2 separate regions of the Gasterosteus aculeatus genome follow, and region 2 is linked to region 1. The links are chromatin contacts, called in public Hi-C maps. All regions are on one chromosome and are shown on one strand. The core of a region is the stretch at or near the end of the contact, and the rest is flanking DNA. Distances in the headings are between cores, read along the strand shown. Region 1 overlaps fmnl2a (formin-like 2a). Region 2 holds the start of fmnl2a (formin-like 2a).

What was found. A called contact is a pair of places that touch in the nucleus more often than the background predicts.
Region 2: a contact with region 1 is called in a Hi-C map of liver, with 2.3 times the contacts expected there. The contact joins the promoter of fmnl2a here to the enhancer-like site in region 1. A contact is called at or near these places in 5 of 6 Hi-C or Micro-C datasets (liver, skeletal muscle, tail fin and 1 more).

What each region holds. Positions count from the first base shown.
Region 1 is chr16:12,049,855-12,053,778 of fGasAcu3.hap1.1, forward strand. fmnl2a (formin-like 2a) reads right to left here. Exons shown (of 28, transcript XR_013453086.1): 25 at 3,694-3,817; 26 at 2,634-2,753; 27 at 1,136-1,234; 28 at 1-756. Among protein-coding and RNA genes, the nearest start is that of prpf40a, 16 kb to the left of the region's middle. Within about 2 kb of position 2,112, at least 2 of the 9 cell types and tissues checked have open chromatin away from gene starts, as enhancers often do.
Region 2 is chr16:12,090,566-12,094,489 of fGasAcu3.hap1.1, forward strand. fmnl2a (formin-like 2a) reads right to left here and starts at 2,178. Exons shown (of 28, transcript XR_013453086.1): 1 at 1,401-2,178.

The DNA of each region.
Region 1 (3,924 bases), core at 862-3,361:
CTTTAGTACAAATTACCCTCCATACGCCTGCTCATCAGCCCTTTTATAGAAAAACAATTCTCGAGATGGTTTGGTGTGTTTTTTGTAGTACGAGGAATGGAAAGAAGCACCGGAATGTACCAAGATACCACAGTGTCAAACCAACACTAAAAGATGTCGCTTTTGTAACAGCTAAAGGGAACGCGTCCCATACATTCTACATTATGTTCCCAAGGAAGCATCTCGTTCACGTGGCTCTTAAGGCCACCGCAAGTCCAGTTTTACATGTTTAAAATTGGGTAACAAAAATAAAATTAAAAAAAAACATCAGACAAACAGGAGACGGCGTGAAATCAGCCCACAAAAATAAGTTCAGGCACTTGGCTGGTCTAAGGTTCCCGGATCCACCTTTCAGACACTTAAAATACAGTCCCACACATGTCTGCGTCCTTCATAGTGAAAAGCTGCTGCTGTAGCACAGACATGAAGCTACATGTATTCTTATGTATTATATATATATATTTACATATATATCATCCTGTATGTTTGCTACGCTGGTCATCTTTCACGTATCAGCCTTCGCTCTGCATCGACCCGCCCGTCTCTCTCTCTCTCATATCCTCCCCATCTTTAAACCCCCCCCATCGGCACATGCACTGATCCCTCTTCACACAACCACTTCGCCGCTCGCCATCGGCCGCAGGTTCTGATCATCAAAGCGTCTCCTGACGCTCCTCCGCACGCCGTCTGCTCGCCTGTACGGCTGATTCCTCAAATCTGTGAGGGTAGAATGGCGCGGATGGGGGGGGGGCAGGAGGGTAAAGAACAATCTGTCAGTGGTCTTGTGGCGGCGTCTTGACGTGCCCACGTGCTCAGAGTGCTGGCAGCACGTCTCTCAAAGCAGCATGAGTTCTACCCAGAGAAAAGGCCCTGCAGGTCAGCTGTCTCACCACAGAAACAGGCAACAGGGTTTTCACTTCTACGTAGGAAAACTTAGATGGATCTTGTGAAAGCAAGATGCGCCATCCTAATAAAATGGGTGAATTATCTATTTTGTATTGTCAAGACATTCAAATGTGTTGTTATGAAGGGGATAGAATGAGAGAGATGAAGGAAATTACAGTCAAAACAGAAGAGATAATAAAGAGATGCTTGCCAGGTTTGGGACACATCCACCATTACAGGTGTGCTACTGGAGGACTTCTTACCCTCGAGTGGACATTGGGAAATTTAGTAATATTATTCTTCTTTAGGGCTAGACGAAGAGAAGACAAAATGGAGGTTAAAAATGGAAGAGGAGGAGGCCGACATATTCACACCAGCTTTGCTGAGAGCGCTGAGAGGGCACTGCGAGAGCAAAGCAAAGTGGCGGCAGGCTGCAGGGGCGGAAAAGGCCGCAGGAGGGGAAAGGCTTTGAGAGGGGACAGAGCCGGAGGACGTTAACTAGTTCATCTGGCAGGGAGGCGGATCAAAGCGTCTGGCGGTTTTCTTTCTCTTTTTTTTCTGCGTTCTAAACTCATTGTGCTTTGGAGAGCGGCTACCAGCAGGACAGAAGAAGAGCCCGTTTCACACCTCAGAGCGATCGTGGACAGAAATAAACAAACGTGGTTGCAGGACACGGCAGGATTGTTTACATTTACATACATACAACAGCGTCGTCACCAAAAATCTACCAAAGCATGCATGCAGCCAGCACCAAGGACGGGCGGGAACCAGGCGAAACGGCCTCGCTGCATGTTAGTAGCACACACACACACACACACACACACACACACACACGCACACAGAGGATGCAACTGCAAAGAAGCACCGCTGCGATCAGAGAGATTGTCCAGGTGGAGACGTCATGCAGAATATTAGCGAGCCTCCCACACCACAGAGAGTCTTTTGACCTTTCGGTCTGCAGCCTAACGGGGAGAGCAGGGATGCATTCTGGGAAAACGTTAGGAAGGAAGGAAGCAAGCAATCAGCATGCGAGAAGCTGTTCCAGCAGCAGTAATGACATGTGATAACAAACACACAAACATTCGTTTTTTTCATTAGACATTAAACAAATAAAAGCAAGTGATAATGCCACAGCCCCTAACACAATAATGATGATGATGATAATGATGATGACTAAAGCTTATATATGTATATTCTACATACACATTGCATGAAATAACCATTCAATCTGAATGTAATCAGTGATAAACTGAAGTATTCGACTCATTATTTGTCTTCAATCTGTGACCACTAGATGGCAGCAGGCAGCTTAGCGTTTCTACTCGAGGCCTCGATGAGAGAACACACACTCCGTTCCACTTTCCCTCTGCTGTCACTGCAGATACTAGTGTGACCTCGCAGACAGCCCCCTCTGTGACATTATGGTTTGCCATGGCTGATAACGTGATGATAATAGATGAGGTGGGGGGGGGGGGGTCACACTTCATGCAGGTGGGCAGAGAAAACCGTTACACCCACATGGTCGTACTCAGGAGAGAGAACACACACACACACATATACACACAGGTGTGTTTGTAAAAACCTTTTGATCGGCACTGTGAACACAAACACGGGTCTGAGAGTGTGACGGTTAAAACAGGTGTGAAGACTCATGCGGGGGGGGGGGAGAGAGAGACACGTAAAAGGAGAGAATGTTTTGTTCCAGCAACCTTAGCGAGGAGGGACAGTTCTATGAGCTTAGTAATGGTACTCCTCATTGAGGGCCGACTCGCAGAAGAACCGAGAGCCGCGCTTGGCTGTGCGGGCGGTAAAGGGCACTGTCTTCAGCACTGCATCGAGGACAACAAGGACAACAGCCAGGACAAGACAGGACAAAGACAGTTTAAGAAAAAGCAGACTTCTACAGGGTTTTAGCGCTAAGCAAATGTCTCACAACAGCATCGGGCGGGGGGGGGGACTTTTTTTATGGTGGCTGTTGATCTAAAAATGTTACTTAATAATAAAGCTCAATGTTTGAAGTGTGTCATGTAATATCTAAATGTTAATACTAATACGTTAATTGGTAAGTAGCATTTAATTTACCCAAACAGAACAAAATCTATGACAATGAATTGTATTAATGTATCACAGTTTGCATGTAAAACAAATGTAAAAGTATTTACATTACACTTACATCAGCTGATATCATTTTATTAAAATATGAATATATCTTACTGGTGTAAATGTTCTAGACTTTGCAGTGGATTGCAGAGAGCGCTGAACCAGCCAACATTGTTTCTATGCTATGTGTTCATGGCTCATCAAATGATTGAACATATAAAGTCCAACTACACTTAAGTAGAGAACATCAGAAAACGACTTAAATTCCATAACTGCCCACGGCAGGTTTATCCAACTTAAGATGAATTTATTCCATTATACTGAATGATTTTCCTATGAGCTAGTCCCGACCCGGCCCCGTCTACCTACAGATGGCGTAGAAAAGCAACGACAAAGCAGGTAAGACTAGCGATGATCATCAGACCCATCTGGAGCTGAATGTCATTGGGTTAGCTGCATGTTTGTGATCATCAGGTTAAACGCCTTTAGTTATCAAATATCTGACAGCAGAATAAAAATGTAATAAAGCCAAAGTCATTGTGTTAGTTGTTTTAGCTTCCCTCTGTTAATGACTGTGTAGCATCAGAAAGGACCTTCGTGCAGAGCGCCCTGCATTGTTTGCCTGTCTGTGTGTGGCGAGGGGCCTCGGCGGGGCCCGGGTGGGGTTACCTGTGATGATGTCCTCTATCGCTCCGTCTTTGCCTTCGTAGACGTGGCGGCTGTCTTTCACCTGCTTCTTCCTGAGCTCCTGGATCAACTCTTGCTGCTGCCGCTTGTTTTTATGAGACGGAGACTGAGGCACAAATACACACACACACACACACACACACACACGCAGACCACGTTTAACATGCATTAATAAGTCATATTCTCAGTCGTGCTTCCAGTATGATCTACAAA
Region 2 (3,924 bases), core at 928-3,427, 41 kb after region 1:
CGCTCCCGAAAGCCAATGGAGCCAACTGCCATCAGGCGCGGCCGAGACGCGTCAGGGTTTTAATGGCAGTGAATGACGCTAAACGCTGTGATTATAGCACTAAGTTCTTCTAATGCTGGAGGGCTTCCACCCGGCCAAGAGCTGAGGCTCAAAGGGGGGGGCGGCGGGGGGGGGGGGGGGGGGGACTGGGGATCCCGACGGGCTGTGAGCATCAGCTTTTCTTACAGCCGGCCCACGAAATCCTTGAGTTAAGACAGGTAATAACATAACAAGTGGTTTGCACAACAAGTCCCCTCGCCCCTGACATTTGCTGCAGTTTATAACACCTCAACGCTCAAAGAAGGTAGCGGGATTCTAAAAGCGGAGGTGATTAAGAAGAAGGCCCCCCAGTTCCATCTGTGACATCACAACGTGTCAACCTTCAGGTCTGCAGCCTCCAGCAGACCCCGATTTAACGTCCACCTCTCTGATATAAACATGAACCATTTCAAGAGAGTGTTTGAGGGAGCTGAAGGCCGGGCGACGATCCCGTTTGACCCACATTTTTTCCCCCCCGTTCTTCCCAGAGCTCAAATTTCGCCATGGCTGTGCTTCCATTTAGGCCTCGACTCACTGACTGAGGAAGTTCTCCTCGTCGGCCACGATAATCGCCCCGGTAACAACGCTTTGGCGCACCGGAGAACGCGGTCAACAGATTGCCGAGGGAAGCTTTAGCCGACCCGTCAACACAAACACCTTTTCCTCCTCCTGCTGACTGACCCCCGAGGCGTTTCACCGCCTGGAGGGTCCTTCAGCAAACACCAGGAATGTGCAACTCCCAGGTAACATAATTGCTGACAGACGCTTTAATGATGTGACAGATGTTGGAAGAGGGAGCTCGCATGCTGGGTACTTGAGAGCTTCAGCAGCGGGCGGCGTTGGGGGGCATAAAAACCATAATTTGACTGCAGGTGTCTGCTGGATGGACATAAGCTGCTGAATGAGAAGATGAAGGGGCACTAAATGATTAGGTTATCTTGTGTGGGTGTTTTTCGTCTGGGGGGGGGCCCTAAATGGAGGTTTGATGCATGTGGCAAAAAGTTGGTGGCTCAGAACTTTGATGAGTCAGGGAGACATTTTAGTGCAGATGTTCCAGCTGCAACTTTGATAAGAGTTAAAAAGACGTCACTTGCAACCCCCACTTTTTGTATTCGAGCAGTTCACGTAACAGACGCGTATCTCTTGTACCCCTTTGCCCCTTAACAACAAAGGACAGACGTGCTGGACAAACACAGGTCCCACTCACACACGCGCGCGCGCGCGCACAGCTGTCCCGTCCCGGAACGTCGAAGCGTGGAGGGGGAACAAAGAGAAGACAGATGGGAACATTTTGGCGTTTCTTTTTTCTTTTCTCCTCTTACCAAAACGGTTGCGAATCTTTCCTCCAGCTCGCCGGGCTCGGGCATGGGGAGCTTCAGAGGCATGTTGTGTCCTCTGAAGTCAGCGTGCTGGTCCATGCTCCCCGCGTTCCCCATGTTGTCCTCGTTCACCAACAAGCACCAACTTTTCTCCTCCTCTCCGTGTCTAGTTATCTCCTTCTACCTCCCTCGCTCGCCCTCTCTCTCTCTCTCTCTCCCTCCCGGCTGAGAACAATTTCCGCACGACAAAAGAAAAAGTTTAAAGTTTTAAAAAAAATAGTCCCTCTGGTTCTTTCTCGCTTGCAAACTGCCCTTTGCCAGGTTTGTGTGGCGAGTGACTTCTTCAGCAGGAGCACATGTGAAGCGTGAGGAGGAGGCGGCGGCGGCGGCGCACGAGCCTCTTCTGGGGCATTTCCACGCGGGGAGGAGACCGGGGAGAACTGGACCTCTCTCCGCTCTTATCCGTATCTTGCACAATTCAGGCTCCGCTCCCGGCCGGTAGTAGTGACGACGGCCATGATTCACGCTTATTGCACCCCCCCCCCCCTCCACACGCACGCGCACACACGCACCGCGGATGTTAGTGAGTTGGCTTCGGTAATCCCCGAAAGGAGGGGGGCTCTTTTAAACACGCACTCCCATCCCTCTCCACAATGAGTTCTTTCAGGGGAAAGCCTCCCTCTTCTTCTTCCTCTTCTTCCTCTTCTTCTTGGGGCGTCGCTCCCAAAGCCGGAGCTAAATAGATGATATGTTTTCGGTGTTGCATTGTGGCACTTTGAGTCCTTCGTGAGAGACAATTAAATTGAGGGAATATAGAGTTGATAACAGGGGTGATGAGTTGATTAATTATTTTACTCGTGCCCCCCCAATGATTGAGCTACCCTTGACTATGGGGCCACCGGGTGGACTAATCTATTAACACAACAACAATGTGTCCTGTGGACATTGTTGTTGTGTTGTGAAGGTTGAAAAACTGGACTCTTCATCCCTCCATTCATGTTTTCATGGCAGAAAGTTGGACTTTGCTCAGGCGGGAAAAGCACAGGTGTAACTAATAATGATTAATTGTGCCAGTGGCTCACTGTACATTACCAAGATCCTGGAACTGGCACACCTGCGTTTGCACTGAGTAACTACGAGGCTGCTGGAGTTTGTCTGCAGGCTACTGGAGTTTAGCTTCATGTGTCTTAAAAACAGCACAGTTAACATTTGTATCCTGGGGCAAAGCACGGAAAGCAACTGATACGGGCTTTAGTCCTGCGGATACAGATATCTCCCCCTTGTTTTCTTTTCTATTGTGTGTATGTTCTTGTCTGGATTGTGGCGAGCTGACTAGATCAAGTTGTATTGAATTGAATAACTGCAACGCTGTTAGTGTGAGCGTGGCTGCATTAATAATCCCGGGGAATTTCATTTTGTTGAGACGTGAGACGCGTTCAGTGACACATGAAGAAACATGTTTTATTTATTTAATCTATTTTCCAAGAATTTAATTCTACGCTGAGGACATCTGTGATTAGTTTAACCTTTCCTGTCTCCTACTCTTGTCTCCTCAGCCAATATCCACAGGACAAAGCCTCGAGCAGATACAGACAGGCCTTCTGTCCAGATTCCATCTGAGGATTTATGACTTTTAAATATATAGAGTAAGAGTAATGCGCCTTTTCTGTTATGACATTAAAACTACAGTTGTTTTCGTCCAAATTTCCATTGTAAAAAAGAAAGTGACACATCTTCCAGGATCTCTACTAAACTCTAGAAAAACTTGCGGATTTACAAATTGTACAACAACAATTCTGTGAAACGTTTATGCTGCCCGAAGATCTCTACATGCTCTGGAGGGGAATCGTATCTGCCGACAGGGTGGGGACGGCATTACGCACAAAGAGGGTGACATCAGCATGCAGAGCTCTGGAGACAATCCAGAGGTTCTCCAGATGCACAGTGCTTTCATTCAGGCTGCTGAACGGACTCAACCAGGGAGGGTGTCACATCTGACGACGCTGGCTCGACACATTGAGAATGCAAAAGGCGGCTGACTGACGTCATAGGATCATTATGCGTTCCAAGTTAAGCTGATTTTCTCTGTCTGAAGACCCGTCCTCTTGTGTTGATTAGTGTATGCACCTACTACATGTTTATGCACTCATTGGATTTTCTTGCCTTTACAGACGTGCAGCAAATGAGCTTCAATGAAGACAGATTATGTGGAATGTATTGTTAAACTATTATTCAATTCGAGTGAAAAAATCAAATAGAATCAACTTAATAAGTAATGCGTATAATGTGTGTATACTTAATGACATCATATGTGTCCATGTTATTAATGTATTTTAAGCAGCTGGAGTGTAATTTAAGATTTTGTTTCATCGTGTGTTTTAATTTGTTACAGACGACAGCATTAGTGTTGAATGTTGACAACAATAATACGACAAATAATGGGTAACGGATCATGAGATAAGGAAGAAACTGGGCTCGGGAGTAAGCACGGGGGGCCTATTAACCCCCTGTGGCACCCCCACTCTGA